Regions from separate parts of the Mus musculus genome. Here all the other regions are linked to region 1. A link is a contact called in public HiChIP or PLAC-seq and Micro-C data. All regions are on one chromosome and are shown on one strand. Each heading gives the region's core, a stretch centred on a gene start, on an enhancer-like site or on the middle of the called end of the contact. The rest is flanking DNA. Distances are from core to core; before and after follow the strand shown. Region 1 holds the start of Satb1 (special AT-rich sequence binding protein 1). Region 2 overlaps Tbc1d5 (TBC1 domain family, member 5). Region 3 has its middle 24 kb from the start of Tbc1d5. Region 4 has its middle 41 kb from the start of Tbc1d5. Region 5 holds the start of Tbc1d5 (TBC1 domain family, member 5). Region 6 overlaps Tbc1d5 (TBC1 domain family, member 5). Region 7 has its middle 130 kb from the start of Gm41600.

The links. HiChIP or PLAC-seq counts read pairs in DNA pulled down with a chosen protein or histone mark. Hi-C and Micro-C count contacts between places; a contact is called where the count stands out from the background.
Region 2: a contact with region 1 is called in an H3K4me3 HiChIP or PLAC-seq map of neural tube, with 8 times the contacts expected there. The contact joins the enhancer-like site here to the promoter of Satb1 in region 1. A contact is called at or near these places in 8 of 39 promoter capture datasets (the HPC-7 cell line, HPC-7-derived erythroid cells, cranial neural crest and 5 more), 1 of 484 Hi-C or Micro-C datasets (bone marrow-derived macrophages), 2 of 115 datasets of contacts at active chromatin or transcription factors (embryonic forebrain and neural tube) and 2 of 9 other capture datasets (adipose tissue and liver).
Region 3: an H3K4me3 HiChIP or PLAC-seq map of bone marrow-derived macrophages shows a contact between it and region 1, with 5 times the contacts expected there. The contact joins the enhancer-like site here to the promoter of Satb1 in region 1. A contact is called at or near these places in 11 of 39 promoter capture datasets (the 3T3-L1 cell line, the HPC-7 cell line, embryonic stem cells and 7 more), 5 of 115 datasets of contacts at active chromatin or transcription factors (bone marrow-derived macrophages, embryonic stem cells, large pre-B cells and 2 more) and 2 of 9 other capture datasets (adipose tissue and liver).
Region 4: a contact with region 1 is called in an H3K27ac HiChIP or PLAC-seq map of microglia, with 8 times the contacts expected there. The contact joins the enhancer-like site here to the promoter of Satb1 in region 1. A contact is called at or near these places in 8 of 39 promoter capture datasets (the 3T3-L1 cell line, the HPC-7 cell line, HPC-7-derived erythroid cells and 4 more), 5 of 115 datasets of contacts at active chromatin or transcription factors (embryonic forebrain, embryonic stem cells, microglia and 2 more) and 1 of 9 other capture datasets (adipose tissue).
Region 5: a Micro-C map of embryonic stem cells shows a contact between it and region 1, with 6 times the contacts expected there. The contact joins the promoter of Tbc1d5 here to the promoter of Satb1 in region 1. A contact is called at or near these places in 16 of 39 promoter capture datasets (the 3T3-L1 cell line, the C10 cell line, the HPC-7 cell line and 12 more), 1 of 15 datasets of contacts at CTCF or cohesin (pro-B cells), 7 of 484 Hi-C or Micro-C datasets (adipose-derived mesenchymal stem cells, embryonic stem cells, myocytes and 1 more), 8 of 115 datasets of contacts at active chromatin or transcription factors (bone marrow-derived macrophages, embryonic forebrain, embryonic hindbrain and 4 more) and 3 of 9 other capture datasets (adipose tissue, liver and pancreatic islet).
Region 6: a contact with region 1 is called in a RAD21 HiChIP or PLAC-seq map of pro-B cells, with 20 times the contacts expected there. The contact joins the enhancer-like site here to the promoter of Satb1 in region 1. A contact is called at or near these places in 14 of 39 promoter capture datasets (the C10 cell line, the HPC-7 cell line, HPC-7-derived erythroid cells and 9 more), 2 of 15 datasets of contacts at CTCF or cohesin (large pre-B cells and pro-B cells), 7 of 484 Hi-C or Micro-C datasets (the HPC-7 cell line, the N1E-115 cell line, bone marrow-derived macrophages and 3 more), 12 of 115 datasets of contacts at active chromatin or transcription factors (the 230-238 cell line, T-cell acute lymphoblastic leukemia, double positive thymocytes and 9 more) and 2 of 9 other capture datasets (adipose tissue and liver).
Region 7: a contact with region 1 is called in an H3K4me3 HiChIP or PLAC-seq map of the SCID.adh cell line, with 10 read pairs. The contact joins the enhancer-like site here to the promoter of Satb1 in region 1. A contact is called at or near these places in 2 of 39 promoter capture datasets (HPC-7-derived erythroid cells and hippocampal neurons), 2 of 484 Hi-C or Micro-C datasets (CD4 T cells and cerebellum) and 7 of 115 datasets of contacts at active chromatin or transcription factors (the SCID.adh cell line, embryonic forebrain, forebrain and 4 more).

What each region holds. Positions count from the first base shown.
Region 1 is chr17:51,830,959-51,834,461 of GRCm38.p6, reverse strand. It overlaps Satb1 (special AT-rich sequence binding protein 1), which reads left to right and starts at 1,815. Exons shown (of 11, transcript NM_009122.2): 1 at 1,815-1,992.
Region 2 is chr17:50,851,626-50,855,151 of GRCm38.p6, reverse strand. Tbc1d5 (TBC1 domain family, member 5) reads left to right here. Exons shown (of 22, transcript NM_028162.4): 15 at 2,513-2,619. Among named protein-coding and RNA genes, the nearest start is that of Gm31083, 27 kb to the left of the region's middle. Within about 2 kb of position 1,716, at least 7 of the 459 cell types and tissues checked have an H3K27ac peak or open chromatin away from gene starts, as enhancers often do. A contact at or near this core is called in neural tube, where this site is marked.
Region 3 is chr17:51,201,494-51,205,152 of GRCm38.p6, reverse strand. No RefSeq gene overlaps it. Among named protein-coding and RNA genes, the nearest start is that of Tbc1d5, 24 kb to the right of the region's middle. Within about 2 kb of position 1,547, at least 29 of the 459 cell types and tissues checked have an H3K27ac peak or open chromatin away from gene starts, as enhancers often do. A contact at or near this core is called in the HPC-7 cell line and bone marrow-derived macrophages, where this site is marked.
Region 4 is chr17:51,218,842-51,222,785 of GRCm38.p6, reverse strand. No RefSeq gene overlaps it. Among named protein-coding and RNA genes, the nearest start is that of Tbc1d5, 41 kb to the right of the region's middle. Within about 2 kb of position 1,810, at least 44 of the 459 cell types and tissues checked have an H3K27ac peak or open chromatin away from gene starts, as enhancers often do. A contact at or near this core is called in adipose tissue, hematopoietic stem and progenitor cells, microglia and 1 more, where this site is marked.
Region 5 is chr17:51,177,931-51,181,645 of GRCm38.p6, reverse strand. It overlaps Tbc1d5 (TBC1 domain family, member 5), which reads left to right and starts at 2,294. Exons shown (of 22, transcript NM_028162.4): 1 at 2,294-2,546.
Region 6 is chr17:50,986,833-50,990,760 of GRCm38.p6, reverse strand. All of the region lies in intron 3 of Tbc1d5 (TBC1 domain family, member 5), which reads left to right. Among named protein-coding and RNA genes, the nearest start is that of Gm31083, 110 kb to the right of the region's middle. Within about 2 kb of position 2,615, at least 2 of the 459 cell types and tissues checked have an H3K27ac peak or open chromatin away from gene starts, as enhancers often do. A contact at or near this core is called in bone marrow-derived macrophages and pro-B cells, where this site is marked.
Region 7 is chr17:52,437,381-52,440,860 of GRCm38.p6, reverse strand. No RefSeq gene overlaps it. Among named protein-coding and RNA genes, the nearest start is that of Gm41600, 130 kb to the right of the region's middle. Within about 2 kb of position 1,385, at least 1 of the 459 cell types and tissues checked has an H3K27ac peak or open chromatin away from gene starts, as enhancers often do. A contact at or near this core is called in the SCID.adh cell line, where this site is marked.

The sequences.
Region 1 (3,503 bases), core at 566-3,065:
AAAACAAAAACAAAAACAAAAAAAAACCAAACCAAACCAAAAAACAAAACACAAACAAAAACTCCCACTGCACCGTCGACGTGTTTGCTACCAAGGCTCAAATCGCTAGTCACCCACCGTGTCAGGCTTGATTCATAGGCAACCGACAGAAGAGGACCTGACAGAGCTTTTAGGAAAAACTGAATTCTCAGCCCACAGTCACTTTCCAGGAACTTGCCTGCAAACAGCTCTGCGCTGGAGGGATGGAACTCCCAGCAATCTCAATCCTGCCACCCTGACTGCCTTCGCTCCACATACAATTATTTATGGGGACTTAATGAGAGAGCAAGCCTTATGTGAAAGAACGCAAGAAAGTGCAGCTGCTAAAAACAGACCCAGGCAGTTCTACAGTCCTTATTTTTACAACTGAGCTTCTGCAATTCCTGCCACGAACCTAACAGCTCCACTCCTTGCCAAACACACAAAGAGAAAAGTAAAAACTGTTTTCGTTCTGCAACCCCCTTAACTTCGAGTAAACAGTAGTAATTTTCTATCGTCACGTTCAATGCAAATTTCCCAAAGGCGACACAACAGGAAACAAAAGACCTGTTAGTTGATAGCTTCCTTAGAGCTGGGGGTTGTGTGGGGAAGGAGTAGCAGGGGAGTGGGTTAAAGTTGATAGAGTCCAATTTCTCCCTAGCTTGGGGGTCCAAGCCTTCAGCTACTTTGACCTTTCAGAGTTCTTTGGAGCTTCACCAGTTGAAAAGGTCCCTGGGCCCAGCCTCCCCTCCTACGAAATCCGCATTTCTTGACCTCTTTGCCCCTGCTTTTGGGTGGGTCAGGGTGGGAGAAGAGACTTGGACAGTGGCTTAAGCATCTCCTTCTGGTTGGGTGCGTCGACCTACAGCTGCCGACAGGAAAATGATACTGATGCAAATAGCTGGGGTTGAGAAGGGGGTCTGCAAGAGGCCCCCTCCTCCTCCATCCACTATGTGTTCCTCAATAGGGGTGCCCAAGAGAAGAGGATAGCAAGAAGAGCCCATCAGTTTGAAGGGAAGGAGGTCCCCTCTAGGAAAGATCTTCTCCATCAAACATTGAAGAGAGGGGAAAACTTGGCCCGCATGCCCCTACTGGGGAGCGACACACCCCACACAAGCTGGCTTGCGGGGCGCGGGGGTTGTGCTCAGGCCTCTCACCTGACTTCCTCCTCCGCTGGCACACACACACACCAATGCCCCGCGCTCTGCACCCCCAAAGCCCAGGCAAACAACGACAAGAGGAAGCGGCGGGCGGCGAGGGTGCGCGGCGGGGGCGGTGCAGGTGAGGGCCGGGGCGGTGGGGCTCCGGGGCTCGCCCACACTTACCCTGGCGGCCGCGGGGTCGCTCTCCCGCAGCGACCCTGCACCCGGGCGGCGCTCAGGGATGTGGCGGCTGCGGTGGCTCGGGCTCGGCTCAGCTCGGGCTCCACTGCGCGCTCTCGGAGCCACCGGCCGCCCAGGATCCTGCCGCCAGGGGGAGAAGCGGCCGCGGGCGCGGGGGAGGCAGGCCGGGCCCGGTCGCTCCCGCTGTGGGGTCCGCAAGCCCCCCACGCGGGCGAGAGGCGAGAGCGCGGCGCCCCAGGCACGCACGGCCCCCGGCCAGCGTCGGGGGGCTCTCGTGGGGGCGCCCCGATCGCCCGCGCCGCGCTCTACACTGCGGGCTCCGAGCGGCTCCCGCGCCCCCTCCCGCGCCCCGCCCCGCCCCCGCCCCTTCCCTTCCCCCTCGGCCCCGCGCGCTCCCCGCTCGCTGCTCGCCGCGCTCTGCCCCCTTTAAACGCCCACTTCGGATGGGGAGAGGAGACAACTTGAAGTCAAGTTGCCATTAACTTCCGCGGCGGCCGCCAGCTCGGCGGCGGGGAGGTGGCAGCAGCTGCAGCCGCCGCCCGGGAAGTCCGCCGCCCGGCGCGCCCGCGCGGGGAGCCGACCCGGCCTCGGCCCGCACCGCTGGCCCGCGCTGTCCCGGTTCCACGCCTGAGTGAGTCCCGCTTCTTTGCTCCCTGCCAGTGCTGCTCCCGCTCTGGGTCTCTTGCCCGGCTCGCCTCCGTTTTCTGCGGATGCGGAACCGATCCAAACTTCTCAGTGGCCCCGGCTGGGGCGACTCTGCGCCCCTCGCGTGCCGGGGTCTTGCTGGCCCTTCTCTCGAGCGCGCTCAGACATTCGGGAGGACTGGGCTGGTGAAGTGAGGGTCATGGCCGGGATGCGGACTTACTTGGCGTCTTTGCCTCTCCCGCACACCTGCCCGGCAGGAGTCCCTCGTTAGACACTTTAGTCCAGGTCGTGGGCATGGCCCGCTTTAGAGGACGAAGGCGGCGTGGGGGGAAGCCCTCGGCGGGCGAGTGGGGAAAAGGGAGCCGCTCAGTGAGCCCCGGTGCGGGGAAGGAGGCGAGGTGCGGGGTGGAGTTGGAAAGGTCGCGCGCCAGATCTGGAGTTCACTTAGCATCCTCTCCCATCTCATCTCCCCCTGTTCTTTCCCGGCCAGCCCTACTTTGCTGGTGGCGAGCGGAGGTGGAGAGGGGCCTGGGAAGTTTGTGGCAACTTCTCTATCCCGAGAGCCACTCGGGCGCTGGGCGCTCAAGTTGGAGCCCAGAGTTTGAGAGCCGAAGAACAGCGCTCGTGCAGCCCACGCCGGCGATCGCGGGTCGGTCCTGGAGGGTGATTCGGGTTTGGGCTTGGGCGGGAAGCCGAGGGAGGTACATGGTGTCTTAGCTGGGACTGTGGCCCCACAGGTGCAGCCCAGGGGGCAACTCCTCATTTCCCTGCGACAGTACACACCCGAGAGCGGCGGCCTTCTACAGTGTTCCTCCATTGCAGAGCTCCCAGGGTGGCCGAACTGGGGTTGGGCAGCTCGAATGCAAGGGACTGAGGGGGCAAGCGGCAGGTCCAGATGGTGACACGTGCGTGTGCTTGGCCCAGCAAAAGGCGCTAAACAGGTCCCTTCTGGGATGATCCCAGAAGACCAAGAGGACAGCAGCTTAGAGCTCAGGGTAGAGGTTTTGACCCTGGCCTCCACCAGGGCCAGGTTTTACTTAACAAGATGTCAACCACAGGCTCATCTCTTAAAATGTCCGGTTGACAACTTTGACCTCTGCACCCTTTCTGGGAGAACTTTCTCTGAGGCATGTAGGATTCCCAGGGTTAAGACGTGGATTTCACTTGTCCATAGGGACCGGAAGACACCCAATTCCCTGGAGAGAACCTTTTCTGCTCCCGATTGATTGGCTGGGGTTCCATGTTTGTATCCTTGGAGGCCAGAGAACCCAACTTTCCCAAGACAGAAGAGGGGAATGAGCAAGAGTCTGGTCTCTTTCTGCCAGAAGTCAGGTTCTGTCCTTAAGCAGTACCTGGATTTTTTACAGTGTTTGTGCCTGGTGACAGAAGCTCAGCCTTCCAAAAACTTTACTTAATTTTACACCTTGTCCAGAGTGGATTTTCTGAAAGAGTGAAATTTTATTTTGTAGTCAGATTCTCCAGATAGGTAGGTAGGTA
Region 2 (3,526 bases), core at 467-2,966, 980 kb after region 1:
AACTAAACTTTTATTATGCCAGATCCCTGCTGCCTTGTTTTTCCACAAGTTTCTATAGTTTTTCTGCCTACCTAAAATTGGGTGGTGTTGTCTAAGTATTATAAAAGTACAGGTTTTTCAGTAGTAACTTGAAAATGGTATTGGTTGAAGGAACAAGATTCAGGCTCACCTCATGTTACAGCATATCAATAGTCTAAATATCTGGCATGTAATAGGTGCTCAAAAATGGTCATAGAGTTGAGTGAGATGTCTGTGAATAAATGTAAGAAAAAATTGTCAGCTACTTCATTTGTTCTACAAGTAGAATATTAATACATGGTATCTTGCCTTCTGTACTTTGTATATTCTCATAATTTTAAAATTATGGTAACAGGGTTGTTGTACTGGTCCCTCCAGATAAAACCCCAAATAACTAATTATTCCAGAGACTCAATAAGGTTGACCTTTCTGGGTCCTTAACCTACTGTATTAGAGTAATGAGGTTAAGGGGCTTGATGCTGACATTTGCATGCATTATACCATTTGATTCAAAGCATTATTTTTAAAAACATCTTTATATAACTATGTTAGTACAGCCCCTGAATTTCAAAACATGCTACACCAAGGAGTCACTTTGTGATATGAACAAGTAACTTACCCTCTCCAGGTATCGATGTGTGTATATGTAATACAAGGAAACTCATCCTAGGCTTGTAATTAAATGATGTTCAGCATTAAATGAGATAAGGCTCATAAAGTTCTAAGCCTTATCTCTTTCCACAAAGCCTTTAAGATTCATCTTCACCTTAGTGGAGTAGCTGGTAGACTTTGCATTGGCCTTTCCAAACTTGCATTGTCTTCAGAGCAAGGACTTCTTTGTTGGCTTCTATAGCCTGGCTTAGCTTGGGACCTTTACACTTAACAGTCACTTAACAAGTCATTGCATTGAATGATGTGGGTAGTTTTCTAAAACCATTAAGTTGTTTTCTAGAAACTAAACTTTTTATGTTGTAGAGGTTACCCCAGCAGATCTTGAGTGTCACTTTAAATAACTTGAGAAGACTCAAATGGAATCCTCAGATTCAGATTTGAGTACTGCAGCCAAAATACATTCCACAAAACCCTCCTGCATTTTTTTTACAAAACAGGTAAAATTTATTCCCTGGCCAGGTACTAAATTTGAATATCAGTATTTGAGAAAATAACTTTAGAATTACCAGATCAATTGATTACCTATTTATTTAAAACTTCATTGCTTTAAATGAATACTGTTATATAAAGCATTATACCATTATAGCCTCACTTTTTTAATTTCTAAAGGAAAAAAATGACAGTAGGGAGTGGATGTAAATATGGAAAAATGAACAAGTAAGAGGAGTCCGAAGAAGAGCCAGAGCAGGTAGGGAAAGCGAGTGCTTTACAAATGAAAGCAGATGTGTGAGATTACAAGCTGTCAGGTCACAGTGTGAATGAGGATGATAAAGGAGTTCCTTACCTAGTTTATAATTATCCATCTTGCCCAGTCTAGTCTCTTTCCATAGTATTCACAGGACAGAACAGGCTACAAAGCTTCCTTTAAACTTGGCTTCTCCAGCAGCAGGAAGAAAAGCTAAGAAGCAAAGTCTTTCTGACTCAATATTTTGTCTTTTTCCCTCTGAATCGTAGTTGTGTTCCTGTGGAATGCTTTTCAAGTGACTGATTAATGAACAAGAGTTAGTTACAGCTGCAGGGAGCTGTAGCTGTAAAGTTCCCTCACAGTCAGTGTTACAGAGGTCATTGTGTCTCACAAAACGCAGGTCATTAATAGGCCCAACTGTGACTGCAGTGACTGATAGATAAGCAAGAAAGAGTTTACCCAGACCTGTCTTTAGCAGGTGTGTGTAGTACTCGCACCCATAGCTGATCACAGAAGATTTGCAGTTTTTCTCACCCCAAATCCTATGTAGACACTCCCTCTCTCTCTCTCTCTCTCTCTCTCTCTCTCTCTCTCTCTCTCTCTCTCTCTCTCACACACACACACACACACTCTCACTCTCTCTATCAATTTTCCTTTACTTTTAGGAAAAACAAATAACTGTAGAAAACTATAATTTGATTTTTGTATTATGTAATACGTACAAAAATGAGCATGGTGTAAATTGTGAGGCATTAATAACAAGGTAAGTACTATTTTATTAGAATTTTTAACTGCTTCCCCATTTACAAGGTTTGTGTTAGTAATTTCTCAGCAGCAAAGTTAAAGGTAGTCATATAAATGACAACAAATATGCACACATCTAAGAATGTATTTATGTTGCAATTACCACACCCGTGCCTGCCCCTCTCCTTGCTCCACTCCTTGTGGGTCATGTTGGATAGCTGAAATGTGCCCAGCCAGAGGTCTTTGGTGAATATCTCTTCTTGGTACAGACTTTAGTCAAATCTCCTCAACTATTGCATCACTTGCTTTGACTCTCAGTTATTTTCTTAGACTCATCATAGTGCACATATTTTAAACAGAATTGTGTCTGAATCTTTTTTCCCTCTTATTTAGTGATTTCTAGTAACTATCAGACCTGTCTTGGCCTTCTGATGCATTATCCAATCATCGGGGACATACACTCACTGATACTGAAGGCTCTGTTCCTTAGAGACCCAAAGGTAAGCTTTCTTGTGGAAAACATACATAATTTTTTAAAGTTGTGTGAAGAACCAAATCCTCAATCTGATGTATTCCTAATGATTGTTATAAGCCAGAGTTCACATATCCCACTGGCCAGTATGTTAACAAGTGAGTTCACTGGATATTGTCCTAAGAAACTGCACCCCAGCAGGTGCCCCTGTTCCTGAGCAGGTTGTCTGGATCTCCTGTCTCTCAGCTTAATAAAAACATGTGAACACCCACTTCTTCAGCCAGACTTCACTCTTTGATAACCCCTCACAGGGGATAACTTAATTCAAGTAGGGCTTCTTAGGCCACATAGAGTCAAGAAAAAAGAGCTATACTAAGGACTAAACCTATAAGAATTTATCAGTGAAGTCTTGCTCTCTTACTTCCACAATCTCCCCATTCCCTTCCCCACTCTCTCCTATTCATGGCCCCTTCCCCCCTCTCTTGCTCATGGCTGTCCTCTGCTTTCTTCTCTCTCCTCTCTGCCTTTCTCTGCCTCTGCTACTCTCTTAACTCCCCTCCCCATGCCCTAAATAAACTCTATTCTATACTAAACAAAAAAAAAAAAAAAAAGGATCACTGACTTAGGATAGGATGCTTATGTGTGTATACATGTACTATTCTATTCTGTAGCCCACAAGTCACCTAATAAAGACTCAGACAGACCTGAACACTGATCTCTTTATTTGAATATAAAGCAATTCATTAAAATTTTCTTCATACTTCACAGAAAAAAAAGTGCTCTTTTACAACTAATGTTGTATTTCTTGAAAATAAGAACATTTAATGATCTTAAAAAAAAAATTGTGAATCCTTGCTGTTTTTGAGCCAAACAAAAATATTGGATGAAGAGTGAGAGAGAAAGCTTCAAATGCGAGGATGAGAATGCCAGGCTCT
Region 3 (3,659 bases), core at 298-2,797, 630 kb after region 1:
AGATTTAAGAAATAAAAGTCTAGGTTATATAAGCTCAGCTAGGGTCATGTAGTGAGACCAGGAGTTGAGACGTCAGAGCACAGATTTGAATATATACTGTAGTTATCAGAGAGGATAATGAGGTCAAGAAAGCTTATCAAGCTTAGGAAAGAAGGAAAGAATGAACAAGGCAAGGGATACTAACAGAAGTAGCAAGGAGAAAACGGTGCTTGTATCCTTGCTGTCCTGTTATCAGTCAAATGACTAACAGAAATAGTACTGATGTCACAAGGCAGGAGGAGATGCAGATGCCAGGTGCTTTGGGCACTGCCTGGAACACTGTGTACACTGAGTAGATGTCACCCTGCAGCCCAGCCAAGCACTGTTCTAATGAATGCGGGCAGTGAAAAGAAAGCTGCATTCACAGGACAGGATTATGCAGCTCAAAGTTAGGTTTTGATGAACAAGGAAGTGATTCAGAGAAGTGTAATATGAAGAAAGAAAATTCTGAATAAAATTAGCACTTCTACTAAGTAACAACATGCTCACATACTCAAACCCTTGCAGTACAAGAAGATTGTCCATTCGTGATGTTTATTTTAGATGATGAGAATAAAAGGTGGAGGTGGGAGTCAGTGAGATGGCTCAGCAGGTGCAGACACTAGTCAGCAAGCCCAACAACCTAAGTTTGATCCCCAGATCTCACATGGTGGCCAGAAAGAACAGAACCCATGGGTTGTTCGCTGACTTCCACAAGTACATTGGTGCATTCCATTGCATGTGTGCATGTGCACTCTCCCCCCCACCTCCCTCACTCCCCTGTCTCAAACACACACACACACACACACACACACACACACACACACACACACACACACAAAGAAGGAGTGGGAAGGAGGGAGAGGGAGACAGAGACAGAGAGACAGAGAGAGATGGAGAGACAGAGATAAAGACAAAGACAGAGAGGCTAAATAAATACATAAATTTAATGAGCAAGAATAAATGATGGGAGTTGACTTTCTATTTTTTTATTGCATTGTTCACATTTTTATAACAAGACCATAATATTTTATAGACAGAAAACAATTTGCAAATAGGGAAAGTGATCACTAGCATAAACACTCAGGAGATTCCAGGAGGGAAGTTCTTCATCTTGGTCTTGGCAACTATACAATCATTGACCATGGTTTCAACAGGATGATGGTAAAACATACTTGTCAAAATGTTATAAAACATTATATATGTATATAAAACCACTCAAATATGCAGAACACTATCTAGACAGTTGATACCACCTAGGTTCTCTCTAATAACATTTTCCTTTCTTCTGTGTAAAAAGTAGAGATTGAATATTCAAAGTTCTGTGCTACACTGGAGAGATAAGTGAGCAGGTGTTGAGAGAATGAGGCTGGGCTGTGGAAGGCCTGCTCGTGATCTAGTGATAAAGCAGAAGACCATAGCTTGACAGGCAAGTATTTAGAACACAGAGAAGGAAATGTACCTCTAGCCAAAGTAAAAGAGTCGGAGATTAACAGTGCATAGAAATAGGAAGTTGTGAGTAAGGCAATCTACTGAAGTCTCAAAAACCAAACAAACCACCACCAACACAAGCAAAGGCAGAAATGTCTAGAATGTGCACATTGGGACGAACGTAAGCTACGTGTTACCTTCCTTAACAAGTCCACTGTTTAGTTGAATGTGTTTATTTCTTGTCCTTTATAGTCCTTCATACATGATTAGCATGAGCCTTGTTTAGGCAGACATAACCCAGTGGAAATTTTATAAAGGTGAATAAATGGTTAAAACCTAACAAAAGGATTGTTGCTCCAGTCCTTTAAAGAACGGAACCTTGTAAAAAGAGAATTCTTCATCTTTGCCTCAAATACTGCCACATGCATAAATCAAATTGTAGAGCAGGTTTTACATGGTTATTGAAAATGAATAAAAAAGTTACTTGGCTGTTCAAGATGTTACTCTATTTTTCTCAACAAGATTATGCAATAATACCTGAATTTGTAGCCAAAGGAAGAAGGTGGGTTATGGAACAATTATTCATAGAGATGGGACTCGCTTTATAAAAGGTAGACTCTCGTGAAATGTTGCGAGGAATGACTGAATATGATTAGTTGCACGCCATGTATCTCATCCTCACTTATGATATTGAAATACACTGAGACAGCATTTGATAATAATAAAATAGCTGTATACCTTTAAAAGATTTAATAAATTTGATCTTTTAAAATATTTAATATTTTTATAATCTGTAATTGATATGCTTCTTTATATATACACATCTTTGAAAACATGTATTAAAATTAATCAGCACTAGTCCACATTCTTATCTAAAGAGTGGGATGATGCAGAATCTGCTTATGAAACATTTTCCTGCTATTAAATTGATTTTGAACATGTTTTAGACTAAATAATAATATATTGAAGTACTATGAATATAGGCACTATCTAATTATTGCTGAAAATTGTTGCCCAGAAAAAAAAAACTGTTTTGAATGTTCTTTCATCTCTAAAACACAAGCAGTATATTTTTGTTTTGTCTGAGAGAGATATCACACAGATACATGCTGGAGTCTCAATACTTTTGTGATCTGGTGTGCAACTGGAATGCATCTCAGGGCCAGAGCATTTGGCCAGCTGGGCAATGCTCTCAGGTTGCTCTTCATCATGAAACATAAACAGGAAAGTAAGATTACTAAACAGTTCTGAAAGCTGTTTTCAATTCACTCATCTATTAAGCGGGTTCGAATAGGTACAAATTCCTTACTATGTAGCCATTACTGGTCTGGAACTCACGGTATAGATCAGGCGACCTTGAGGTTTTGATCATCCTTCTACCTCTGCCTGCTCAGTGTTGAGATTACAGGCCGAGACTACCCAATGTTTCTTCAATTAGCAGTAGTAGAAAAAAAATGTTCCATATCAGGATTTAAAAACCTGAAGGTCACTATCAGCATTTCTCTCCAGCACCCACAGATCTGACTAGGCACAGTTACACCAAATCTGCCCCTCAACTCACCCTACTATGTGTCTTTGACTCTGTTCTCTGAATTAGTAATAAAACAACTGGATAAAAAGAATGACTTTATTTTGGCTCATGGTGTCAGAGGGTTTAGCATATCATAGAAGGACAGAGCAGTTCACATCACAGTGGCTAAGGAATCAGAGAAAGAGAACGTGGATGCTCAGCTGGCTTTCTTCTTTTTTCCTTTGTATCCTGTCCAGGCTCTTAGCTCACAGGAGTACCAATCACATCCATACTCCAGGCAGATCTTCCTACTTCAGATAGTCATCTCTCTAAATGCCTTCACCAACATGCCCAGAGGTGTGCCTTGATAACCTTTTAGGTCGTTCTTGTGTGTGTGTGTGTGTGTGTGTGTGTGTGTGTGTGTGTGTGTGTGTGTATGTGTATAATGTAGAGAGATCAGAGGTCAATACTGGGTGCATTCTTTAACTGCTCAATTATTATTATTCAATTATTTTAATTAATTAATTAAGTGCATGCGTATGTATGTGTTTATGTGCACCATGTGAGTTCACATGCCTGAGGAGACCAGAAAAGAACACCGAATCCCTCTGAAATTGGAATTATAGACGTTGTAAGTCACCACTTGGGTTCTAGGAATTGTTGGTCCTCTACAAGAGTAGTAAGCACATAACTGAACTCT
Region 4 (3,944 bases), core at 561-3,060, 610 kb after region 1:
AAATGTTTATGGGTCAGCAGGATGGCTCAGAAGGGAAGGGCACTGCCCCCAAGCAGGGCAACCTGACTTTAACCCTCAAGGGCCACATGGCAGAAGGAGAGAACTAATTCCTTCAGACTCTTCTCTGACCTCCTCAAAGTAAGCAAACAAATACAATAGAAAGAAGAAAGAAAGTACTCAGTCCATCCAGTGACCTGAATGAAGGATTGGTGGGCTGGATGACGATACCAGGAGGACCGGGTCCAAGGCGAAGAAATGAGACAGTTGTCCTGGTACGAAACTACAAAAGAGGCCCCCCAAAAAGCTCAGGAATCAGTACTTGTAATGCCTTAAACAATTATTTAAGCTCAACATTAATGCAAAGTTACCTAGGATGAACAAAATAGCTGAATTTTAAATAAGGACTGGATCACTGGGTTTACCGTTCCACAGAGCCTGAGGCAAAAGGAAAAAAATTAGTAAAAGGGCATTCAGGTTGGTGGCCACAGAAGAGTCTAAGAAGTTACACTGTTTCCTAAATTATAGTCTACTACAAATGACAATGGTGAGAATGGTGAGGATGATGGTGAGGATGGTGATGATGATGGTGGTGGTGGTGGTGGTGGTCTTCTGGAAGAAATTATAATAGTTGTTGCTTGTCTCTTTTATAAACTCACACACTGGGCAGAATATTGCAGAAGCACATTATCTACCTATTGACAGTTGACTATATATATATATATAAATCTTGACCTATAACACTTACTTTCCTAGCCATGCCTGTGAGGATTGACTCAATTAATGTTTGAGAGGGAGGACCCAGCTCATTGTGGGCAGTATCTTTCTTGGGCAAGTATAAGAAAGCTAGTGAGCAAGCCAAAGAGTGAGCCTGTAAGCAACATTGTTTCATGGCTCCTGCCTACAGGTTCCTGCTCTGACTTCCCTCAGAGATGGACTATCACCTACAATTATAAGGCAAATTAGCCTTGTTCTTTTGAAGTTGCTTTGGGTAGAATAGTTTGACACTGCAGTAGAATGTAGTAGCTAGCCAGGGGGTGGTGGGACTATGGGAACAGTTAAAGAAGGTGGTGAAAAACGGAGCCACAAGTTCCCTGGATATTTGATACTATACGACTCAGGTGAGTCTATCAGTATAACTGGAACTACTTTTCTCAACCTTCTCTTCCATTTGTAATTCCAGCTTTGGCCTCAAGAGACGCTTTATATAGTGCTAGAAAGACGGAAGTAAGGAGTGGTGGGCACTGGCAGGTCATCCACACTGTCATTGATCTGCTGGGACCAACCTTCAAATCATAGCTCCTTCAGATCCCAGAATTTCTCTCTACCAGCTTCCAGGGGGCCTTAGACCAGTGCAAAGTAACTCCAACGCCTAGATCTCTGCCACACCTTGAAGGTCACCACAGCACCAAGCTTGGACAAACTTCAGATCGTCCAGCTTTGTTTACATCTACTTTTGCTTCCTGAAAGCTGGTCTGTGAACCTGTAGCTATCTGAAACTGGAACTCCAGGGTGGAAACGTCAGCTTCCTGTTCTCAGAACAGTGAGCGGGATCTTCTCAATACGTCATCTCCCGGAGACTGTTTCTTCTCTGGATTCCAACAGAATGATTTGAAAGCTTTTACATAACGAAGTCTGCAGTTTTTAATGTGTAAATTTTTTACCACCTTTCTTTAGAATGTTTCATTTATAAAGGAAGAAGTACATCTAAGAGAAAAGACCTTTTAAACAGTCACAGCGATGGGAGGGAAGCAGGTGCCAATTTACTCTTCATCTGTAGATGCAGTTCTTAGGTAATGACATAATATATATGGTGTTTGCTTGACTTTTCTTCTATGAGTCATGCAGACAAAAATACTTGCAGAAGACCTTGGCCAATGCCTCACAGTGAGCCTTGCCAAAAAGCATAGAAAATGTAATAGGCTTTTTCTTCCAAGTCAGGACTGTGTATTAATGCAAACAGGATTCCCTAAGGAACCCAGTGTCACCCTAAGTTCTCCACCTTTAATGTGAAATGGAAGAGAGCTACATTAAATTCTGGTTTATACCTAATTTTTTCCAGGAAGTACCTATTTTCCTTCACTCTGCCTAGATCTTTGGGATTGTGGCTTGCCCTGGCTTCTTCCTGTTTTACGTTCATTATTCCTCCTGCTAGCTGTGAAGTGCGTATTATGCTCTTCTTCCTGAAGAACATGACACAAAGAAACTCATTTTCTGCCTGCTCGGGCCACTGTGATCCTTAGCCAAGGACGATGGAACCTGGCAACTATGGACGGGACTCCCTGAAAATGTTACGCAAAGGATATTTTTTTCTCTCTTGGGTGGCTTATGTTCTGTATTTTATCACAGCAACAAGTTATAGATCTTATAACTAATATGAAGGTATAACATGCTGGTTAACATGTTTGGTATTCATCAATTTAATTTACAATTCCATCCTCCTACCTTGGAATTTCTCTGTGCCAAATTGGAGACATCTAGTTATTTTCAATTCTTTAATAATTTTGGTCAAAGGTACTCGCCGACTTTCTTGAGTACAGTCCTGGGTTTTTATTGCAGATTAGTAGAGCAGCAACCTGCAGACTTGGCGTGTTTGTTGTCTATTGCTGTAATAACCACCATGACCAAAAGTAACTTGGGGAAGAAAGGGCTTATTTCATCTTACAGCTTGTAGTTCATCATTTGGGGAAGTGAGAACAGGAACTCAATATAGGAATCTAGAGGCAGAAACTAAAGCAGAGGCCATGGAGGACCACTGCTTAGTAGCTTGCTCTCACATGGTTTGCTCTTCCTGAACTCTTTTATTGTTATTATTATTATTATTATTATTAATTTACATTCCAGTCAAGGTCCCCTTCCCAGTGTCCCCTCCCACAGTTCTTCTTCCCATCCCTCCCCCTTGCCTCTGAGAGGGTGCTCCACCCCCACCATACCTCCCCCTTCCCTGGAGGCCTCAAGTCTCTGGAGGATTAAGCTCATCTCCCACTGAGGCCAAAAACATATACTGGAAAAAAGAAAGCATCTTCAATAAATGGTGCTGCTCTAACTGGTGGTCGGTATGTAAAAGAATGAAAATAGACCCATATTTAACACCTTGCACAAAGCTCAAGTCTGAGTAGATCACGGACCTCCACATAAAACCAGATACACTGAATCTAACAGAAGAGAAAGTGGAAAAGAGCTTCAAACTCACTGGAACAGAGGGAAATTTCCTGAACAGATCACCAATGGCTCAGACTCTAAGATCAATAATTGATAAATGAGACCTCATGAAACTGAAAAGCTTGTGTAAGGCAAAAGATACCATCAATAGGGCAAATTGGCAGCCTACACATTGGGAAAAAAATTTCCCTAACCCTACACACATCAGATAAAGGTCTAATATCCAAAATATATAAATAGCTCAGGCAATTAGACTCCAAACACCCAAATAACCCAATTTTAAAATGGGGTACAGAGTTAAACAGAAACTTCAGAATGGGGGAGGGGTACCAAGGCCTGACAGATGCTATGAAGTGCATATACACAGGAGCCTAGCATGGCTGTCCACTGAGGCCCTATCAGCAGCTGACTGAGACAGATGCAGATACTTACAGCCAAGCATTGGACTGAATTAGGGGACCCCTATGGTTGAAATAGGAGAAGGATTGAAGAAGCTGAAGGGGAGAGTGACTCCTAGGAAGACCAGCAGTCTCAACTAACCCAGACCACAGGAAGTTCCCAGAGACTGAGCCACCAACACAGGCGGATCTGAGGCCCCTGGGACATATATATCAGAGGTCTGCCTGGAAGGCACAGTCCACCATGGAATGAGCCCGACCACATCAGTCATCAGTCAAGAAAACGCCACAGAGACTTGACGACAGGACATTCTGTGAGGACATTTCCTCAGCTGAATTCTTTCTCCCTAGATATGTTTAAGTCTGTGTCAAGTTGGCAGACATCAA
Region 5 (3,715 bases), core at 1,045-3,544, 650 kb after region 1:
GCGAACTAACTCTCAGGCCTGGAGACCTAATATTCTAGCTGGATTGGGCCATTCACTTGGCCAGAGGGCTGCCTGTAGAAGGGTGGACTCACCTTAAGTTAGAGAGATAGGTGGGGTTAATTATCTTTTCAATGAAATCCTGTCCTTTTTCCTACCTAGAATCCCAATCCCCTGTATAGGCTGCAGCTGTGTAGCTAGTTAAGTCAGACTACTTTTAGAATTTTTTCTGTCTCTTCCTAATCTTGTTTTCCTTAACACTCTGGGTTTTCTTTCTTTCTTTCTTTCTTTCTACCTCTCTCTCTCTCTCTCTCTCTCTCTCTCTCTCTCTCTCTCTCTCTCTCTCCCTCCCTCCCTCCCTCCCTCCCTCCCTCCCTCCCTCCCTCCCTCCCTCCCTCCCTCCCTCCCTCCCTCCCTCCCTTCTTTCTTTCTTTCTTTCTTTCTTTCTTTCTTTCTTTCTTTCTTTCTTTCTGTAAAGTCTCCTTCCATACCATGCAGTTGGTGGTTGGCCGTGTAGCTACCCTCTGTGCCAGCTTCAATGGTGTCTTAGGAGGCACCATGACCACGTCAACTCTTTGAAAAGAAAATAATAATTGGCAGCTTGCTTACAGTGTCAGTTTAGTCCATTATCATCATGGTGAGGAACCTGGAGACATGCAGGTAGACATGGTGCTGGAGAAGCAGCTGAAAACTACTCCTGATCTGTAGGCTGAGAGACTGGGCCCACTATGAGCTTTTGAGGTTTCAAAAGCTCACTTCCTTTGACAAGGCCACACCTTCAAATCCTTCTATCACTCTACTCTCTGGTGACTAACCATTCGAACACATGAGCCTACGGGGGCGATTTTTATTTAATCACCACAAATGGTATGGCTGCTTTCTGTCTTCTTTTATCCATCTCTGAGAAGCAGCTGAGCTTTATAGTCTTCAGAGATGTTCTTTTCATCTCTAATGAAATTGCCCTTCGGTCCCTTCTTAAATTATGCTATTTATGAGACTAAGCGTCCCAAGAGGGGATAGAGATTTCTCCTGTCATTTGGTGACCACACTGAAGGACCTCTACAGTCCCAGTAACACCAGCATAGTCAGTACTTCAGGAAGGAGATGAGGGTCTGCGGTGAGATATTTCGGTGCCGGAGAACAAAGTCCACTATACATTGTAGAATACCAGTCATGTGGCTGACTGCTGTATTGCTAGCTGGGAGAGCAATATCCAAATACAGCATGATGCATCTTCCTATTTCTTAGGATTCTGTTCATGAGACTAATGTAATCATGAGTTTAGCCAGAACTTTTAATAGCTTACTCTATTCAACCTGTTCAATTTCTGCTACAGTGAGAAGGGCATTAGAAAAAAGAGAATCACTGTGTTAAGTGTGGTATGCCTTCCTTGGAAGCTAGCTAACTTTCTGACCTCTGTTTTGGTTTCCATAATCTGAACATAACAACTGATTTTTTTTTTTTTTGCGCTATTTGTAAAGACAGATTAATAAGAGATCTCTCTTTCTCTCTCTCCAACTCAGATGAGCTATTTACCACTTTCTTATTGAAGAAGAAAATACCAGCCTCCCATTGCTGGAGGTTAAATGCAACTTTAAGTCAGGATTAAGCAGGGGCATAGGGCGGTAAAACCAGGGTCTAGTCATTTGCCAAAATTGTCATTCATTAGATTAACTATCTAATGACTAGTCATTAGTCTAGATTCGAGGTCTGAGAAGATAAAACCTGTGTGTTTTTACAGGTGTGGGGTTGCTAAAAAAACAAAACAAAAAACAGCACCTCTCTGGATTCATACAAAGAAGGTCTTCACAAAGAGGTAGTGAGTCCCTACAAAATTGGGTGGCACGACCTATCTGTCATCAGTCTGTACAGCTGTAGACCAAGGATGAAGGGAAGGCCATTTACAGGAGACAAGGAAATTGTGCGATCCGAGGCAGGAGTGCCAGATTCTTAGGACGTTCCCAGGCCTGACTTATCTCCTCGATGCCAGTCCCACCCTGGGAAGCTGGTGGCAAGTGGGGGACCTCGGGTTGTGGCAGAAGGCCGGCTCCCACTGTAGGGAGGCCCCGCGCGCATGCGCATCGGCATGGCCCAGGCAGCTCCATTGGTCTCGGGCGTCCCCTTTTCCCTCTTCACCCCGACCTATCCCCCAAGACACCAGGCTCCCAGAGCGCGGGTCACCCGCGGCTCACCCGCTGGCTCGTCCCAGGCCCGGGCGCGCGCCTGCGCACGGGTCCCCGGGCGCGCGGGGTTACTAGAGGTGGAGCGCCGGGAGGGCGCGCAGCAGGAGGCGGACGCCGTTACGGAGGGAGCGTGGTCACGTGGCCGCTGGTCACCGCCGCCACCTCCCGCCCCATTCTCTTGCTGGTCGGGCCAGGCCCGGCGTGTTCCACGAGAGCCCGGCAGACTGACGGGGAGAGAGAGAGAGAGAGCGAGAGAGCGAGATAAAGAGAGGAGAGAGACAGAGAGACTGACAGAGAGAGAGAGAGAGAGAAAGGAGGGGAGGAGGATTCAGGGAATAGGAGCTGGGGAGCCCTGCTGCGCTACAGGTAAAAAAATAACATAACGATGCTAACGGTGAAAAAGCGCCTCGCCTCCCCCGTCAGCCTCCCCGGGCAGCTGCACAGCCGTCGCTCCCTCCCCGGCCTCCCCTCAGCCTCGCTGGGCCCCGTCCCGCCGCCAGGGAAGGCCCGAGCCGCCGGCCGCGGCTTGCGCGCGGGCTGGGAAGGGAGGCGGGCTGGGGCTCGGTCCGCTGCGGGCCGGCGGGCGAGCGGGCGGAAGGGCGAGCGCGCACACGGGCGAGGCAGCCTCTCTCAGCCCGCTCGTCCCAGTCCCCGTCCCCGTTCGGTCCTCGCTCCCGGACGAGCTCGGGAAGCAGCTACCGGGCATTGCCGAGCTGCTCAGCCAGCTCTACTTCCTCTTTGGCCGGTTCCCTGTTTCTTTCAGCCCTGGGCTGCACGTTTCCTTCCCAGGCCGGAAGTCAGGCGGCTGGAGCCCGGAGCCGAGCAGCCTCGGAGGAGAGAAACCCTCTCCTGCCTTAATTTGCCTTAGTGCTACTTAAGTTAGTCACGCCGGCATCTGTCAGTTCGAGGCCTGGCAGGACCCGAGGAGAACGACTTGGGAGAGTTCCCCCTGCCCCCTCTGTTTTCCTGGAAATGTACTGTTCTTCCAATACATTCTGTGCAGATATGCGACCTAGAGTTTGGTCACTCCTAGTTACTAATAGTTTCAGGACGACTTACTAACCAATTCAGCGCTTGAGAATGGTAACAGCTTTTGAAGGTTACATCTTTTATAACCCTTCAACTTCCACCCCCCCCCCCCCATCACTTTCTGCAGAGTCCCCATTTCTCAATTCTGAACTGGACTGAAACTTTACTATGCAGGTTACATGCTAAACTGCCTGAGGTGGATTGTGCTGAAATGCTAGGGCTTTTGTACGCGTAGTCCATCACAGTGTAGTCCACAAACCACCTCTTATTAGTGTGCTGTGGCACAGGATGCACTATTGGAAAAGAACTCTTGGAATACAGTGGGAAAGAAACTCACTTTTCCGTTATGCGTCTTTGGTTCAGTTCTATTTCCAGGACTTCCTTGGTGTCCGAAATAGAATGGAAAGGGCAGCTGCAGTGGGATAGAGAGCGTTGATCAAACCTGAGTCCCTGGGGGTTGGGTTCTTGTTAAAAATGTGATAGGAATTCAGTGGATGTGGTAACTG
Region 6 (3,928 bases), core at 1,366-3,865, 840 kb after region 1:
ATATTATATTCTATAATATCTATAAAACCTCAGGTGTTTACGTGTATTTGCGGAAAGGGCTGTGCCCACTGCACCATTTGATTCTCTGCTATTTAAAATATGCACTCAGAAGGCAGAGGCAGGTGGATCTCTGATTTCCGGGACTGCTAGTCCACGGTACCAGGACAGTCAGGGCTACACAGAGAAACCCTGTTTCAAACAACAACAAAACAAAAACCAAAACAAACAAAAGAGCAAATGTGGTACTGAATGTAACATGAAGATTTCATGAAACTTTTCTCAGTATCTTGATGACATACATAACCTCTATTCTCTGAGACAAGTTGATCTGACTTAAAACAATGCCCAAAAAATATTTTCTTTCCAAAGAGTTTTTATTATTTAAAAATAACAATTTTAAGATAGAGAAATTAATCAGACCATTATTTGATCTTTAAAATGTAGATAAATTCAAGATAATAAAGAAGATTAAACTGTCTCCTCACAGTTTGCTTTAAAATACTGTGTATCGGCACATGACTACATTTTAACCATAATATTTTTAATCATGCTTTCTGAGGATATTAAAGTTAATAAAACATTTAATTGCTTTTTCTAATCTTAGTTTGAATCAAAGCCTCTCCCCTATACACTAGTAGAAACCTAAAAAGTAAATACCACTTCTCTGACAGGTCTTTCTTGAGTGTGCAGTGTTTTTCAGTGTTCCGACTTAGCCTGCGGTGATACTTTCAAATTCAGTGCTTTCAAATGTAAGCTAAAGGCACATTTGAGTAACTATTCTTATCTGTAGTGTTTGTCTATCTACTTTAACCTAGTTTAAATATTTTTATTCTTTTCGAAACAGATAGATCTTGGTGCATAAAAAATTTCTATAGAAACTTATTATAAATCTTCACTTAGCATGATTTCAACAGTTCATGGATCAAACAAATAAATATCATTATCTCAACATGAGTGTAGTTAAAGCAAAAAGAATATCTTGAGTTTACTTATCCTATTTTGAAATTTAAGTTACAGTTATATGATTATTGTCATAATAACTTAGATACATATATGTTAGAAATTATTACTTGAAAATACTGGGGATTTGTATAATCATTCCAGCTAACACAAATTGAGAACATTTTTTTCTTCAAATGAGCATATTACTTCATTTTTAATTTTTCCCCTTATTGAAAATAGAATCTTTTCTCACGTAATATTTCCTGATTATGGCTTCTCTCCTTCTTCTTCTCCTAGTTCCTTCCTACCTCCCCTCTAGATCTACTCCTTTTCTGTCTCTCAAAAAGAAAGACTGGCTTCTCTGTGATCATAAGGAAATGTAATAAAACATAAAACAAAAACTAGTATATCGGAGTTGTTCAAAACCAACAGGGAAAAGAAAGAGCTCAAGGAGAGAGCACAAGAATCAGAGACCCACTCGTTCCCACACTCAGGAATCACATAGGAGCACTGAACTGGAAGCCATAATGCATGTGTACAGACCGGACTTGATACAAAAGCTTGCAGCTCTGTGCATGCTGCCTTGGTCTCTAGTCTCTGTGAGTTCATATGACCTTCGATCCTGTTGATTTAGAGAGCCTTATTTCTTGGTGTCCTGCATCTCCTCTGGCTCTTACACTTTCTATCTTCTCTTCTGAGGGATATCCTGAGCGCTGAGTGGAGAGATTTGATTGAGACATTCCACGGGGCTGAGTGTTCCAAGGTCTCTCACTCTCCGTGCCACCATTTTCTCTTCCAGGGAGGACTCCACTGGAGATGAGAGTTTGTGCTGGGTTGGTATTTACATATGTCCTTTGGTAGTGTGCAGAGAACCTTCCTATATCAAAGACCTATAAAGTAGGGGTGAAGGTACTGTGTGGACACACCAGATCAATTTCTCCTTGTTCAATGAGGAGAACCTCCTTGTGTTTGTGTTGTCTTCAGCAATATAGCCTTGCTGTCAGTCTGCAGATCAACCACCTATTCCCTTGAAGACAACCTGAGTTGTTTGCGGATTTCCATGGGACCCCTTTGGCCAACAACACAGTTAGATGTAATTCTGCCCCAGTACTGATAACTTCATTTAGTGACAATAGAAGAGCCAAACTACTTTGTGTTACTTATTTTACGAAGTTGCTTACCAAGTAATAATAGTAAAAATAATAATAATAATAATAATACGTAAATTTCACACATTTGTAGCTACAAGAATTGGTGAGTTGATGTTAAAGATATAAACTAGAGTATATTGTAAATTATTGTATAACATTGATTGTTATACTGTATATTTGTGTATAATTCATATACATATTTAAATTATATAAGCTGAGTTAAAATCGCCATGTCCCTTTGTATACTAGGTTTTGAAATACCTTTAAAATCGAAATTATATTCTGAAAATTGTCTTACGCTGTTAAATTACTTTTCAAACAAAAGGAAATTTAGTATTCTAAAACACAATTGAGTATTTGTGTTATATTAACACTTAAAGCCTTTTTGTGTGTGTGCATGCAGGGTATGTGTGTGTGTTTCTATCTGTCTATGTGAGTGAAAATCAGTCTGTACAGTCTTGTTGCACTTATTGTTGGTTGTTTGACAGCTTGATTCCCAAATTACGAGGACACCTAAAAACATATTAAACTCTCTTGCACCCTCTGTTGATATTTTAGAGGAACACTACACATACGTTCCAAGATTATATTGTCATTGCACTTACTTCCTTCCCTTTGAAATTAATGCTTACTTTACTACATTTAAAAGCAAATTAGTAATAGAATGACATTTGCTTGTAGTTTTTATTTGGGGTTTTCTCATCTTTAGATGCGCTCTTAGCATGTCACAGTTTAAATGAAGGATGAGTTTCTGTTGTCTGTCTGTTTTCTCCTGGTTATCAGTGGTAACGCCTCCAAATGTCTCACATTAATAAAGATTCCTACAGTACATAGCATCCTTTATGTACAGTTTTCTAGGAATACAAACTCTGGTGTGTGTGTGTGTGTGTGTGTGTGTGTGTGTGTGTGTGTGTGTGTGTGTAAACCTTTCAACAGTCGTTTACTCCAGAATAAGAATTTAAAACATCTATACTAAAATTGAGAACTTGTTCCTGTCATAAACATTTGCTGTAATAATTTCAACTGTAGGCTTGAAAGGACAAAGCTGTTTTTCCCACTTCAAAACTTTATTGACTTTTCCCTGTGTAACAAATTCTGAAAATTTTCACAGATATTGCTAGTGAAACAGTTTCACTCCTTATGTGGTATATTTTTGAGAAGGAAAATCTGCTTTTTTGTTTCCTTATTACAGTCTTTTGCACCTTGGAAATTACAGTTAATGTGGCATTTTCTCAGGTGACAATTACAAACTATGGAAAATATACAAAATGTGTGCAACATCTTATAATAAAATATGGCTATTGAGAAAAGCGCTAGACATGGTATTGTGGTGACTAAACCTAGCAGAGGAAGGCGTCTCATCTGCATAGCCAGTTTTAGGTCCTCTGAGCTCTACAGTGAGACACTCAAAAATAAACCAACAAACAAAGCAAATAAAATCCCCACAGCTTTTCTTATTTGAATGATTTTTAAATACTTGTTCTTATGGAATCCAGCTGAAATGAGCAAGAGTTATGTAGGTGAGATTTACCTCACTAATTGCAATCTTTAGTCCTAAAGATGAGGAAGCATCTGATGTCAGGGTATAGCAGTAATGCTTGCTCTGTGCTGGTGCTGGAATGACACACACGAAGTGTCTGCAAGCTTTTAAAGAGCATGGAATACAGGAAAATTAGGTTTAGTGACTGAGATACTATTTCTTTTATCATTTCAGATTATGATAATCCTACTAATTTTAATTGAAATAAGATATTATATGTGTAATCTCACCCTTGTTGTAAAAGAATTAGCTTACACACAACTATAATAATCATAAACATTTGCTTTTATTTTGT
Region 7 (3,480 bases), core at 136-2,635, 610 kb before region 1:
TCTATTCTCTTTAATACACAATCTGCAGAATGTTGCTGTTTAAGAGTTATTTATAACTAGAAAATGGTGTCCTATTAGAATGAATAATGTATAAACCTCTTTAGAGACTAGCACCTTAGAATCCTCTTAGAGTTAGTTTTATAAAATGAAATTTCTTTAAAATCCTGCTTATTTGTTTCTTTAAAAAAATGCATTCTATCATTCTTGTATTTGGGGGCCTTGCCCTTGTTGACTAGACTAGAAAGATGATTCAGTCATGAGTTCGGACTTTCTGCTTGTGAATAACACAGAATTGCATGGCCATCACTACCAGAATTACACAACATTTTATGAAGGGGGTTCACATTTTTACTTTCATAGTTTACTCATCTTTCTAAGACAATGGTCAAAAGAAGGGTGTTTTCCTTTACCATTTCCATTTGGCACCAAGCTAGAAATTTAAGACAGTATAGCTCTTAAAAATGAAGGACCAGTGCTGGATTATCTTGGTTGTCAACGTGGCTTATTGACAGTTTCCTAGAGAGTTTGCAGAACACACTTCAGGATACGTTTGTCAGAACGTTTCTAGATGCCATTAACTTGTGGGTCAGCACACTGAAGTAGAAAAATCCACCCTGAATGCAGGTAGCAAGGTCCGGTAAGCTTAGGTTTGATAGGACAGGGCACAGATCAAACAGGAAACTTGCATTTGCTCAGTAGCTTGATTGCTCTTAAGCCTGCCATGCGTGTATACTTTCGCTCCTGACAGAATCCCATAGACAACTTCAGATCTTTAGTCCTCTGGATCCAGGCTCATTCTGTAACCCTCCACGGGGATTTTGGACCTTCACCTTTCGTTATGGTTAGTTCTTATTTTCAGCTTAACATAACCTCAAGTCCCCTGGAAAGAGGGAACTTCAACTGAAAAACTGTATCTACCAGACTGGACTGTGGGTATAGTTGTGGAAATATTTCTTTCTTTAATTTTGTTTATTTAATGAAAACATCACTTAACTCTCTTCCTCTCACTCCAATTCCTCCCGTGTCAACCTGCTCCATTTCAAAGTCATGGCATCTTATGATTTAATTACTATTGTTGTATATATCTGCAAATAAATACATAAATGCAACCCAATGAGTCTTTTTTAGTCTTTATTTTTTAGGGATGAATACTTGAGATTAGATAGACATTTGGGGTTCTCATCTATGGGGAAGATTAATTCTCCCTCTTGAGCAGATTTTAATTGCATGCTCCATTTAGGAGTGGGATCCTATAAAATTTCACCTATTTGTTTTGGCATGTCAACTGGTGTTCTCATTGTTCAAGTCTTGTTTCAACAGCCATACTGTTGAGATCTCAAGTACACAGCTTCCCTGTCATAACTAAAAATCACAAAATTGAACCACACTTCCTGATTGTGAGATACTGAAACTAAGAGGCTCAATTAAGCAAAAGAATATAGTTCAACTTGGTGACAGCTGTGAAATATGTAGAAGAATAGCTGGAAGCCAATCATGGAGACCCTATAAGGTGCCCCTTCCATTTACTTGTAGGAAATGATTTATTTGTTTGTTTATTTATTAATTTGAAATTTTCATAAAATTAGATAATGTATTTTAATTATACCCCATTATTTCCCTCAAAATGTCCCTAGTGTTTACCACTTATCTCCTGCCTAACTTTATGCCCTCATTTTAATAATTCTTGATATTAATGGACCTAAGTTCAGTTAAAGGTGCCCATATGTGCACAGATGTAGGGACATTCATTGGAACTTGAACTACCTATTAGTAGTCACATTTGCACAGAAGAGAGACTTTCCTTCTCTCAGTACCATCAACTACAGTTGATCCTCCATTAATGGTAGGGACTTATGATCCCTTCGTCCACCCACTCCGGAATTTTGACAGTACTGTTTTTATGTAGGTCTTAGACAAGCCAGCTCAAGTGCAAGGAGTTGATATGTTCAGCCACCATGTCATGTCCAACCATTTGTATTTCACAGATCTTTTCCTAATGTACAAGTTGAGCTTGTATATTCTTTCCACACAATCTTCTGAGATGTTCCCTGATCCTTAAATGGGTGGCTGTTAATATGTAAATTCATCCACAGATGAACATTCTCTAGTAGTATATTTGCTACATTGAAAAGAGATAAGCCAATGCATTAACTTTTACCCACTACAAAGATAATTATTTTTTTACAAAGGTGAAAACAAATCTCTGGTTAGAAACATCAAAGATTTGTCGTAGTAACACTTTAGAAAATAGTCTGAGTCTGGGACAAGGCAAGACTGTCCATTCTCTCCCTATCTATTCAATATAGTACTTGAAGTTATAGCTGGAGCAATAACACAATTAAATTAGATCAAAGGGATACAAATTAGAAAGGAAGAAGTCAAAGTATTGTTATTTGCAGATAATGTGATACTATAAATAAGCAACCACAAAATTTCTACCAGAGAACTCCTACAGCTAATAAACACTTTGAGCAAAGTGGCTAGATATAAAATTAACTAAAAAAAAATAACCTTCCTTTATACAAATGATAAATGGGCCCAAAAAGAAATTAGGTAAACAACACCCTTTATAATAGCCACAAATAAGGTAAAATATCTTGGTGTTACTCTAACCAAACAAATAAAAGACCTGTATGACAAGAACTTCAAGTCACTGAAAAAAGAAATTGAGGAATATATCAGAAGATGGAAAGATCTCCCATGCTCACTGATCTGTAGGATTAACATAGTGAAAATGGCCATCTTACCAATAGCTATCTACAGATTCAATACAATTCCCATCATAATTCCAGCACAATTTCTTACAAACCTTGACAGAACAATTCTCAACTTCATATGGAAAAACAAAAAACCCAAGATAGCTACAACAATCCAGAACAATAAAAGAACTTCTGGAGGTATCAGCATCCCTGACCTCAAGATGTACTACAGAGCAATAGTAATAAAAATTTCATAGTATTGGTACAGGAACAGGCAGGTTGATTAATGGAATAGAATCAAAGACCTTGAAATAAACCCACACCTATGGACACAATATTTTTTGACACAGAAGGCAAAACCATACAATGGTGAAAGAAAGCACCATCAACAAATGGTGCTGGTCTAACTGGATGTCTGCATATAGAAGAAAGCAAATAGATCCATATCTTTTACCTTGCCCAAAATTCAAATCCAAGCAGATCAAAAACCTCAATGTAAAACTTGACACACTAAATCTAATGAACAGAAAGTGGGGCATAGCCTTGAAATCACTAGTATAGGAGACAACTTCTTCAGCAGAATACCAATGATTCAGGCTCTAAAGTCAACAATTAATAAACGGTACTTCATGTGGCTGAAAAGCTTCTGTAAGGCAAAGGACATGCTCAATAGGACAAAATAGTAGCTGTTAGATTAGGAAAGGTTCTTCACCAACCTTATATCCGACAGAGGGCTAATATCCAAGGTTGATAAAAACAAACAAACAAAAAAAACAAAACA